Linked DNA regions of Mus musculus: region 2 is linked to region 1. Evidence: chromatin contacts called from public Hi-C data. All regions are on one chromosome and are shown on one strand. The core of a region is the stretch at or near the end of the contact, and the rest is flanking DNA. Distances in the headings are between cores, read along the strand shown.

Region 1 (6,162 bases), core at 2,094-4,593:
CGTGATAACTACGGTTGGAAGATCATTCTCGCTGGGTACCTGCCGAGTACCAAGCCCTGGGCGAGTGTGTGGCTCCTGTCCCCAGAGGAAGTGTGTACCCAGGAGGGTGTGGCCCTCACAGTTCCACAATGTTGGATATAATTGAGTTTAGATTGCTCACCTGCAGACGCAGGGGATGGGGGAGCTAAAGAACAAAAGGGGGCCTGGAGGCGTGGCTCAGTTGGAAGAGTGCCCGCCTGCTACCCACAAAGCCCAGGGTTTCATTTCCAGCACCACATAAACTGGGTAGACAAGGTAATGGGGTTACCTACCACTGTGCAGGAGGTCCAGAAAGAATTTCAGGGTCATCTTCAGCTACATAGCAAAACTTAGGCCAGCATATTCCAGAAACCCCTGTTACACACACACACACACACACACACACACACACACACACAGAGAGAGAGAGAGAGAGAGAGAGAGAGAGAGAGAGAGAGAGAGAGAGAGAGAGAGAGAATATCTTGTTGGACATGATATTCTCTTTATTTTAAACTTAAACCATTACTTTTTGTTGTTTTTAGTTTGGGTTGGGTTTGGGTTTGGGGGTTTTGGGTTTGTTTGGGGTTTTTTTGTTGTTGTTCTTTTGTGTGTGTGTGTTGTTGTTGTTTTGGGTTTTGAGACAGAGTTTCTCTGTATAACGTTCGCTGTCCTGAAACTCACTCTGTAGACCAGGCTGGCCTCGAACTCACAGAGATCCACCTGCCTCTGCCTCCCGAGTGCTGGGAGTAAAGGCGTGCGCCACCACTCCCAGTGAAAAACATTACATTCACCTGTACACTGTTTCCTCCACTGTTCACAAAAGAGCAGGTGACTTTTCTGTGATGTAGGAGATGAGGTGTGCCCATTGTCTCACACCGCTTGAGCCCAGGGAAGGCATTACCAGTAGATTAATCCTCTTCCCACCGCTTCCAGGAGCTTTCCTAATCACAGGAGCAGCCGTCACTTGGCTGGTCAGAGTTGGGAGGCAAGATGAAATTCTTTACAGACTGCCCGAAGGTGTGACCAGATGGTCAAGGCTGGGACCCACAGCCAGGTGTTCTCGTCCACTCTGCCCTCCACACATGCTCTTGGTGAGGCTCCCCAAATGCCCAGCTTTGTATGAAAGACAAAGGTGAAGAAAGCCTGGTTATGCTCAGAGTCAGGGTGGGGCAGTGCGTCAATTATGATGTAGAAGCATCCGGGGTCTTCAGAGACAGGCTGGGGACACAGTGTATCTTAATTATCTTTATAGTGCTGTGTTAAAATGCTCTGACTAAAGTAACTGAAGGGATAAAGTGTTTGGCTCACAGTTCCTGAGGGATCAAACCCTTGGAGAAGAGGCATGGTGACAGGGGCATGAGACCAGCCCAGAGAGGGAACAGGAAGTGTGAACAGGAAGTAAAGCCAAACTACAAAACCTCAAGGCCCACCCTCAGTGGCCTCTTCTAAAGGTTTCACAACCTTCCCAAACTGCGCCAGCGACTGGGGACCGTGTTCAGATACAAGACATTTCACAGTCAGACCAACACAGTGTGGTTAAGGAAAGCATCTCAAAGGAGGCCATGTTGACAGTAATACTCCTCCAGTGAGCAGAAGACAGTTCATGGAGTCCAATGCAGGATTTTCATTTACATAAGTTTCTTGGCGCTAAATCTTTAGCCTATGAGGTCAGGTAGTGATGTCATAGATGAGGTCACCGGCCCTGGTGAATAAGACTTTGCAGAGCCGAGCAGGGCAGATGAGACTGGAGTGGCCTTGTGTATAGGATGCTGATCTAGTTGCCTGCTGGTTGGGCCAAGCCCAGCTCTACACGTGCAGACTGCATTGGCTCCCAGCCATGCTTTGAACTCCCTCGGCTTACGGCTAAGAATTTACCCCAGGCCTTGCCGCACGCAGCCTTGGCGGGACAAGTCAGGGTCCTGTTTGTTACTATTTGGGACTTGAACCTGATCCTGGCATGGTGTCTGGCTGGCTGATAAAGGTAAATCTCGACTGATGCGTGTGTGTGTGTGTGTGTGTGTGTGTGTGTATGTGTCTGTGTGTGTGTGTGTGTGTGTGTGTGTGTCTGTGTGTGTGTGTGTCTGTCTGTGTGTGTGCGTGTCTGTGTCTGTGTCTGTGTGAATGTGGATAGGTGAGTGACTGGGTGGATGGATGGGTGGGTGAGTGGATTGATAGATGGTAGGTACATATTGCATACATGCATGCATCAGTGGGTGGGTGGATGGGTGGCTGTAGGAAAGAGAAGATGGTGTATATGTGGATAGATCAGTGGGTGGGTAGATGAATGGATGAATAGATAATGTATGGGTGGTAGATGAGAGGGCAAATGGTTATATGAATGAAGAGATGGATAGAAGGATGGATGGATGGATGGATGGATGGATGGATGGATAGATGGATAGATGGATGCATTGATGGGTGAATGCATGGATGGATGCATGGATGGATGGATGAGTGGGTGGATGAGTGGATGCATGCATGCATTCATGGATAGAAGGATGGATGGATGCATGGATGGATGAATTGATGGATACATGGATGGATGAATGGGTGGATGCATGGGTGGATGGATGCATGGGTGGATGGATGGATGGATGGATGGATGGATGGATGGATGGATGAATGGGTGGATGAGTGGATGCATGCATGCATGCATGGATAGAAGGATGGATGGATGCATGGATGGATGAATTGATGGATACATGGATGAATGAATGGGTGGATGGATGCATGGATGGATGGATGCATGGGCACAGCATCAACCCTCTGAGGAGTGCAGAGGGTACTAGGCTGCCTCTCTCATTGTACCTAAGTGACTACCACATCAGTCCTTTTAGCTTTCTTAGGAGACGTGCATTAGTGTCCATTCCAGGCCTGCTGTCCATAGACAGCTTTGCTGTTCCACTGCCCTGAAGCAGAACCACCTGATGCTGTTTAAATCTGTGCAGACCAGGAAGGAACCTGGTGTCAAAGGAGGACCTTGTACCAAAGACACTGCTCAGCTCAGCACCAGAGGTGGGGACCTGCCAGTTCTCCCACCAACCCCTGCCTATCCCTCAACAGCCAGCCACTTCCCGCTCTGAGCCACACCATCCTCATCAGCACAGAGGAAAGGTGACAGCCTAGCTCTTGAGTCATGAGGATAGAAGCAGGGAGGCCAACTGCTCTGGAAGAGCCCTAGACTGAGATCAGAACGGGGACAACTATGTGAGCTGTGCCCACACGCTCCTGCCGTATCTGTCACAATGAGGGAATGCCCACTGCTGGGCGAACTCTAGAAAGAGAGCCTGGGTCTCTGGGGAGTCCTATTTGAATGCATAGAGCCCTTCCTGGCATGGGCTGGGTTTGCAAGGAGTGTGAGCCAAGAGGATCAGGGCCAGATCCGAGGCTTCCAGGAAAGGGTGTCGGGGGCACCGCATCCCCTGGGGAGTAAGATGCTATGTTCCCCTCCAAGGAGGCAGGAGGACCCTAAAAATGGAATGAGAAGCTGCCAAAAGCCACTCTCTTCCCTCTCCACTTATTGCCAAGGAGCGGCATGGCCACAGGCTCTGCAGGGCTCTGCTGGCCCCCTGGGCACCTGTCCCAGAAGCCTAATTACCCACTCTCACTGGGCTGCCAGCTCACAGATTGAGGGCCATGGAGAGCCGCGTGCAAAGCAGACAGGCATGGAGGAATGCCTTCGGTCCTTCACAGACGGAAGGATGCGGTATCATTTCACCTCTTAGCCCTCACATTGGGCTTGCTCAGAGTCCTGGTTAAGCCTCATCTCCTCCCACACCTCAACTCCACAGCCCTGTCTATGTCCGACTCGGCCATGGCCACAGTGAAGCCTCCTCGGTGGCCTCCCCGTTCACCGTAGCCCATTCCTCACTGAACACATGGGGGATCCATTCTGAGCACAAACCAGCTAGAACCCTGATGGGGTCCTTCTGTAGGGAAAGCCCAGCTTGGTCTCTTCCCAGTGGCTAAGAGGGCCACTTCTTCGCCTCCTTCCTCTTGCTCTGACCCCACCCACCAGGCCCCCTCCCCTTCATCAACCTCTTGTCCACCCAGCCTACCCTTCCCCCCTCCCCTCGCCCCCAGCCTCCCAGCCTCGCAGCTCCTCCTGGCAAATTCTGTTCCCTCCATAATGGATCCCTTTCCTGAATTAGCACTAGGTGGACCAGCTCAGGGGTCCCCTCAGAGGCGCTCCCAACCCCCACTGCAGCTAAGCCTCACTTCCCGCACACCCTATAACAATTTCCCTGTATTTTTGTGTGTGTGAGTGTGTGTATGAGTGTGTGTGTGAGTGAGTGTGTGTGTCTGAGTGTCTGAGATTTGTGTGTGTGTGTGTGTGTGTGTGTGTGGGCGTCTGAGTGTGTGTGGGCGTCTGAGTGTGTGTGTGTGTGTGTGTGTGTGTGTGAGAGAGAGAGAGAGAGAGAGAGAGAGAGTGTGTGTGTGTGTGTGTGTCTGTGTGAGTGTGTGCCTGGGTGTCTGAGTGTGTGTGAGAGTGTGTGTATGAGTGTCTGAGTGTGTGTGTGTGAGTGTGTGTATGAGTGTCTGAGTGTGTGTGTGTGTGTTAATATCTGCTTGTTCTTTCTCCTTGTCTGATGACTCTAAGCTCCCATGTAAGGACCTAAGTGGTATGTTATTGTGTAAGCAGCTAGTGTACCGGGGATTGGACCTAGGGCCTCAGGTTTGTTAAGTGCTCTACCACGAGCTACACCCATTGGGTCATCTTTTCTTCTTTTTAAGGTTTGTTTGTTTGTTTTTGGTTTTTTGAGACAAGATTTCTCGGTGTAGCTCTGGCTGTCTTGAAACTTGCTCTACAGACCAAGCTAGCCTCAAACTCAGAGATCTGCCTGCCTCTTCCAACTTTATTTATTTTATGTGCTTAAGTGCTTGCTTGTATTTATCTGTGTGCCACTGTATACCTGCTGCTCACGGGGACGGGAAAAGGCATCAGAGCCCCTGGAACTGGAATTACAGATTAATTGTCAGCCTCCACGTTGGTGTAGAGAAGTAAGCCTGGGACCTTTGCGTGAAGAACAAGTGTTCCTAACCACTGAGCTATCTCTCCAGCCACCCCTCTTGGTTTCTTCCTCCCTCCCTCCCTCCATTCCTCCCTCTCTTCCTTCCTTCCTTCCTTCCTTCCTTCCTTCCTTCCTTCCTTCCTTCCTTCCTTCCTTCCTTCCTTCTTTCCTTCCTCCCCCCACGTTCTTCTGCAAGCTATTATGTGGATTCAAACCTGATGCACAGCCAAGGAGAGCTGTAGTCTCCTGGTCTTGAGTCCACCTCCTGTGCACCAAACTCAGTTTCCAGTGTGCTGGAGCTTGGACTCAGGGCTTCCTATGTGCACACAAGGTGAGCTGAGCTGCAACCCAGATCCTGTTTTTACTCATGCTGTAGCCTGGGCTGGCCTTGAGCTTGTAATTCTGCCCCCTCAGTCTCTGAGTGGCTGGGAGTCCAGGTGTGCACCATCAGTCCTGGCTATAGGCGTGTCATTTCTGCTGAGTGAATGATTCATTTAAGGAAAGACAGATGTTGTGAATGGCCGTCGACTGAGTCCGCGCCTGCCCATGGTGCCTCCCACTTGCAATCTTACTTTATTCTCTCTATGCAAAGCTCTGCTAGGGAGTGTCCCCACTTCACGACTGAGAAAAACCAAAGCTCTGGAGGTTCAAGCAACTCCCCCAAGGTTACTCAAAGGCAAAGGGCAGAGAGATGAGGGTCTGTGACCCCCTGATATCTGCCTTGGTGTTTTTAAAGCAGTGTTGATATCCTTTTCAGGACCAGAGGATCTTCTGAAGACCTTGGCTAGTAAAAGCTGAGGCTGGCTTTGAACCCCCAAAGTGCTGTTTCTTCTGAAGAGATGCACTGGGGTCCTCTAGGTGCTCACCAGGGCAGCAGGATGGCTATCCAGTATGACAGCCAAGGTCCAGGGCAGAGAGCAGCCCAGGGAGAGGAGATCACAGGAAGAATACATAACATATGCAACCAAACAAGGTGTCTCAGGCTTGTCACCCCAGCATTCGGGAGGCTGAGGCAAGCAAATTCAAGGCCAGCCCAATTTACCATACCACAAGACAGTAACAGCTGTCTTCTGACATGTACCACACATTTCCCGAACCCTCAGCAGTGTTTCCGGTGTCTCCTGGGTGGTAA
Region 2 (5,670 bases), core at 1,421-3,920, 120 kb before region 1:
TCGTTGAATTATCATGAGCCGACTGGATGGGTGTGAACACTGCTTTGTAAACTGTTAAAGCGTGATTGCAAATGCGGGGAGCTGTTGTCATTAGACAAATGAAGCTTCCAGCCGTCTCTTCCTGTGCAGTGAGGGACCGGGTCTGGATCCAAAGCTCACTCTCCAGCCTCTGCTACACCTGGAGGGGCAGGTTCCCCATTAGGAAACATCTAATATGCTGGGGGTTTGAGAGGCAATATGCAAACTGAAGATAATCAAACTATCCCCAGGCCCCAGCAAGGGAACCCGTGATCATCTTTCCGGAAAATCCTAAGCAAATGGGTGTCAGTCCCGAAGAGGCCAAAGTTAGTGAAGGCACTTAGTAAGGGGTTGATGAGGTGGAATCCTGGTCACAGAGCAGAGAAAGCTGGATAGGGTTTGGCTGGGACAAAGGCGGAGTCGAAGGCAGTTGCCAAGAGAGCAGAGAGGAAGGCCTTGGATGGCTGACAAGACTCAGCCTTTCTATAGGATCTCAAATGGGGAATCATACAACACGGAGGGAGAACGGGATGGGGAAGATACGGGGCTTTGTTTATTGCTACAGTGATTTTTTTTTTTTTTTTTTTTTGCGTTTGGCCAGGTAAAAGTCCAGACTGCTATCAATTAATGATAAGGTTTTCAGTGACTGTGGGAAGTTGGCTAACTGAATAAACGTGTTCTATGGACCTATGCAAGGCCCAAGGGATGAGTGTGGGTGTCAGACACTGCTTGAATCCTAGCTCCGATGCGCTATTTGGCCTTGAGCAGATGACTTACCTGGTCCTCAGTCTCATCACCTGAGATGGCCTGCACCTGCCACCAGAGTTGTGACAATGGAGGAGAGGAAAATCTGGAAACGTGAACAGCCCCGAGCCTCATCCCTGGTACCCGGGTTCTCAAAGGATGCTAAAATCTAGTATTTGTATTTTGAATCAAAAAGGATTTTAAATCAAGAAGGAAGCAATTGCTAGGGGTGGGTGGATGGTGACAAGGGTCCCCAGGGGATAGAAAGAAAGCAGAGCTGAATCCACCCAGGATGTAATAGATGGCCCATAAATGTTTCTGGAAATGGGGAGGGGCCACCTGTATACACCAGGGATGGAGGAGAAAAGGCTCAGAGTCCACCAAATCCTAAGCCCCTTGGTTTGTCTGATGAGGAGAAACAGAGAAAAAAAAAAAAAAGCCAGGGCACCCAATTAACTTCTACCCCAGGCAGGAGTCTGCAGGCAACACGGAGTGGAAGGTGTTGGCAGAGAGGGTGATCTTCCCTGTTGTCTTCTATTCTCCCCGGCTCACTTCTGTTCTGCCTCCTTTGCAACCTTCGAGGCCCACCATTTCCAGGTGGCCTCCCAGGCTGAGGTTCATTTCTGATGGACTCTCAATGCTTCAAAGGGTGCCCCAAATTTCCAAACCTCAGTTGGTGTCTCAGGACAGTCTGTCTGATGGGCCTTGAAGGGAAGACATCTCTGGGACGTTTTGTTAGTTTGTGGGACAAAGGGACTGGAGAGGTCTGCACTGGACTTTTAACAGCTTGTCTCTCTAAAGCATTCTTCCACCCACTGCAATGATCATGGCCAGTGCTGTTGGCTAAGTGTGTTTTCAGGAGCGCGGGTCCCAAAGGCTAGGGGCCCTGCCTGGGTGGTTCCCGCAGGATCCCTCCAGTCCTCCCACCACCGGTCTCAGCAAGCCCGCTAATGATGATGGTGATGAAGGCTGTCAGAGCAGGCTGGGCCCGCAGAAATGGAACAAGGGGTTGTGTCCTCCCCGAAGGGACAGCTATGCACAAAACCGAGCAGCCCAGACAGGTCCATTCCACCGAGGGGTGGAGTAGGGGCTGTCGCTAGGCACCCCCCACCCCCGGGCCTCCTCCACACCCCTGCTCGCAAACTGCACCGGGAACCAGATCAACAGAGGAGAAATACAATGTGCGGCTGGGAAGGTCCGCGGGGAGGGGCCGGTGGGCTCGCGCAAGACAACAAGGCAAGGAGGGAAGGCCCGGGGTCTGCCTGCCAGGGCCCGCCACTCCTGCCAGAGAGAACCCCGGGCCCGCGGGCGAGCGCCAAGGCCCACTCTCCCAGGCAGAGGCCCCAGCCCAACCCTAGAGCCTGGGAAAGCCGCCTGTTTTGTTCCCAGCTCCCCCCTCTTTCCCCCCCTCATTCATTGCAGTTCAGTCCCTTTCGAAGCCGCAGGGACGCGGGTGGCAGGGCTCAGGCAAGGGGGTGGCACTCCCAGTCCTGACAGGTAGGGCCAGTCCCCCGGCTTTGGGCAGCCCCTTCCTCGTTCTCCGCCCCCCCGCCCCGGGTCCCCTCTCTCTGCTCCTGTCAGCCGCGCCAGACGATCTCGGCTTTGCAGCATTCAATAAAAATTGAGAAACATTTGGGCTGAAATCGCTGCTTTATCTGGAGGAGCCACAGCGCCGGGAGAGACCACTGCTGCGCGGGGGGGATTCCGGGGTCCCGGACACCCGGGTGAGTGGGGTCACGATGCTCCAACACGGTTGCTGCCCCATCCGAAGGGACTCAAAAGATTTAGAAGATCATGACTCGGGCGTGGTGCAACCCGTGGGTGCACCGGGCAGAGGCACAGGATTGGCAGTCCAACCCCGGCTCCCCCCACGCCCGCGGCTCAGGTGGGCCGTGCCCAGCGCTGGCGGAGCCCGGGTCCCCGTTCTGCCCGGGCTGGATGGCTCATTCTGCTGGCTGCGCGGCGGCGGCGGCTCGTGTGTGTGTGCGCCGCGCCCCGCCGCTCCCCGCCGGCCCCCCGAGCCCGGGGCGCGCGCTCCAGCCCGGGGGTCCCCGCGGCGCCGCGGCCGGAGGCTCCGGGCAGCGCAGCAATGGCCGTGCGCAGGCTGGGGGCCGCGCTGCTGCTGCTGCCGCTGCTAGCCGCCGTGGAAGGTGAGCGGGGATGGGGGCGGGGAGCGGCCGCCTCGGCCCCGGGTCGCCCCCTCACTCGGCCCCGCGGTCGCAAAGTTTGCCCGGGGGCCGGTGCCGGGCGCAGGTGGCCGCGGGGAGGTGTGGCCGGCGGCCACCGCTGGGAAAGACGCGGGGCCCCGCGGGCGCCCGGGCGAGCGGCGGGCGCTGATTGACTGTGCCAGGAGGAGGCGAAGGGACCATCTTGCCGAGGCTTTGTAGCCAGCCGGGTGAGCGCCGCCCAGGGCTGGGGGGTCTTACCACTGCGCGCCCGCCACCGAGGTCCCCGCATCCCCGCAGAGCCCGGCAATGCCTCGGCACCGAGCTCAGGGGCGCGGGCCCGGCGCGCAGTGGGTGCTGCAAAGTTTGGCAGGGAGCGTTCCGAGGGAGGCACCGCGGCCGCGCCAAGGATTGGGGATCCCTGGCCGCGCCCCCTTGGATGCAGCCTGGGCCACCCGAAGAGCAGGGGCACCCGTGGAGTGGAGCGAAGCGCGCGTGTCCCCCACCCTCGCGTCCGTGCCCGCCCGGTCGCTCGCGGCGTACAATGGGGTCCCCTCCCCAGCAGGACTGAGCGGGGGATGGGGCGATGGGCATCACTCTTGCGCGCCGGGTTCTCCGGGTACCTCCGCGGGCCACCGCCCCGTGGGCGACAGAGCTCAGCGTGGAGTCTGGAGCCCCGAGAACTCTCCAGCTGCCGTCAGAGACCGGACCAGATGCTTTGCCATGTGTTGTTGGCCTTGGCCTGGGTCTCTGGGCCTCTCCCCGAGGCCTCGCGCTGTGGTACCACCCGACCCCCCGGGGGCGGGAGTGGCTGCCAGGTGGTCGCAGCTCGCTGGCTTTGGAGGAAAAGTTGTTAGTGGGGGTCTGGGTGTGTCCACCAGGAATGGCCGGGCTGGAAGGACCAGGCGTGAATCCTAATAATGGTTCTCACGTGTACTGTGCTCTACAGTTTGCCAGTCGCTTCAGTTTATGAAGTACTTTGCTCTCCGTGGTTTACAGCGTGCTGCACGGTTGACAAGGTACTTGAAGCCTTCTTTGCAAAGTGCTTGCCGGCCGACAATCTGTGTTGAATCCTTCAGAAGTCTTCCGGGAAGCCAGATGGGTCGAATTTTTACTGGTTTTTAGCAAATAGGGAAACCGCGGGTTCAGAAAAATCCTGTCTCAGCCCTAGCCATTGGGTGATAAAAATAGGCCCTGAGTCTGAGGTCTTTCAAACAACTGGCTGGGTTTTCTTACCCCTAAAGAAGGTGACCCGTTCTAGGAGTGTGCCACCGAGGGCTTGAGGGGTGAGACACAGAGTGCCCTATTCTTGGGTCACTTTGGGGTGAGGTGTGAAGAAGCCTTGAGGGCTCCAGGCACAGCCACTCCAGGCATGGTGGGGGACCCCGTGCTATAACTTAGTTTCTTTCCCAGTAATGAGCATTTTAGTGACCGCAGTGGGGAGGAGAAGGGGGGGGGTCCTTGGATGGCAGCCATAGTGTTTGGCACCAAGGCAGCTGTCCTCCGGCTCCTGCAGGATTTGGCGGCTGCCTGCGGTTTCCCAGAGTGGGGTGGCCAGGGCACTGAGGGTGCCACGGGCCCTGGGTGTGGAGGGCAGCCGTGGAGCCCGGCTGCTGGCGGGGAGCTCCCTGGGAGCTGGTTGGTGTACCGCGTATTACTCCGGCTTTGGGGAAATGACTCATGTGCTGGCCCGCTATACGTTGGGATGTTTACAGTATTATGGGGAGCTTGGCATAAATATTGCTATTTAGGTTGCAGTCAGTGGGGCTGGAGGGGAAGAAAATTGGCCTCTCTTGTGCGTTTGAGAAGGCCCGAGTGTGTTTTTAATTACCGTGGGGTAGATGGAAGGGCCACGTCTGTCCAGCTCTGGCAAGTGGGTGGTTAGAATCTGGGGGGGCTGTGGCCTGGCTGGGCCCTGGCCCTGGACACAGAGCTGGTTGGCAGCTGATGTCACAAGACGGGATGGTTGCCCGTTTGGGGGCAGGAGTAGGAGAACTCTGGAGAATTTAATTCATCATGATTAGCTCATATTGGACTGAGAGAAGGTATGAGGTGGACCCCAGGGGACTGCTTGTAATTCTCTCGGGACGCTGGGGTAGCTGCCTTCTCTGTAGGAGCCTCAGTTTCCCTAGGTAGGGCCTCTGGCTATTCTCTGTGGATTCCATCTTTATACCAGCCATCCCTAAATCCTTCCTCCAAGCCTCTTTTTTTTCTCCTCTGTCACTTAAGGTGATCACAGTGACTGTCTCACCTGTGTGATCGTAAACATCCTACTGAATAGTGGATGGAGAAATAATCCAACTGTAAGAATTGGGTATGCCTTTGTCCTGGAAAGGAAGAGTAGGTGGTACTGCCTATAGCATATCTGGGGCACATTGGATGCTCCAAGATGCAGCCCCGTCTGTGGGACAGTATGGAGGCCAGAGGCCAGGGAGGACAGCCCTGGCCTCCAGCATCCAGAGCCGTAAGACCACCACTGCCTGCCTTTCTTTCTCTTCTGGCTTGCTCTGTCTCCTAGCCCATCACGGGGCTGCCCTGAGCATTACAGCCTAAGGATTTCCAGCTCTAGCCTGTGGAATGCTTGCGAGGAGATGAGGTGCACGTGTGTATGTGCACGTATGTGTGTGCGTGCGCACGCCGGGGAGTGGTTCCCCCCACCCCCGGCAAGAATGGTGAGCATAATGTCTCGCCCAAACCACAAGACCCCCTCCAGGAAAAGCAAAGTGTTGAACATCTGGAGCTG

The links. Hi-C and Micro-C count contacts between places; a contact is called where the count stands out from the background.
Region 2: a contact with region 1 is called in a Hi-C map of cerebellum, with 2.2 times the contacts expected there. The contact joins the promoter of Ephb2 here to the enhancer-like site in region 1. A contact is called at or near these places in 6 of 39 promoter capture datasets (the HPC-7 cell line, cranial neural crest, embryonic stem cells and 3 more), 5 of 484 Hi-C or Micro-C datasets (bone marrow-derived macrophages, cerebellum, embryonic fibroblasts and 1 more), 24 of 115 datasets of contacts at active chromatin or transcription factors (the HPC-7 cell line, the NIH/3T3 cell line, the SCID.adh cell line and 16 more) and 2 of 9 other capture datasets (adipose tissue and pancreatic islet).

The regions. Positions count from the first base shown.
Region 1 is chr4:136,714,077-136,720,238 of GRCm38.p6, reverse strand. The region is part of intron 3 of Ephb2 (Eph receptor B2); the gene reads left to right. Among named protein-coding and RNA genes, the nearest start is that of Gm52708, 82 kb to the left of the region's middle. Within about 2 kb of position 3,343, at least 17 of the 459 cell types and tissues checked have an H3K27ac peak or open chromatin away from gene starts, as enhancers often do. A contact at or near this core is called in cerebellum and embryonic brain, where this site is marked.
Region 2 is chr4:136,833,012-136,838,681 of GRCm38.p6, reverse strand. It overlaps Ephb2 (Eph receptor B2), which reads left to right and starts at 2,670. Exons shown (of 16, transcript NM_010142.4): 1 at 2,670-2,912. The coding sequence starts at 2,852. Gm31536 (a long non-coding RNA gene) reads right to left here and starts at 2,747. Exons shown (of 5, transcript XR_881502.3): 1 at 796-2,747.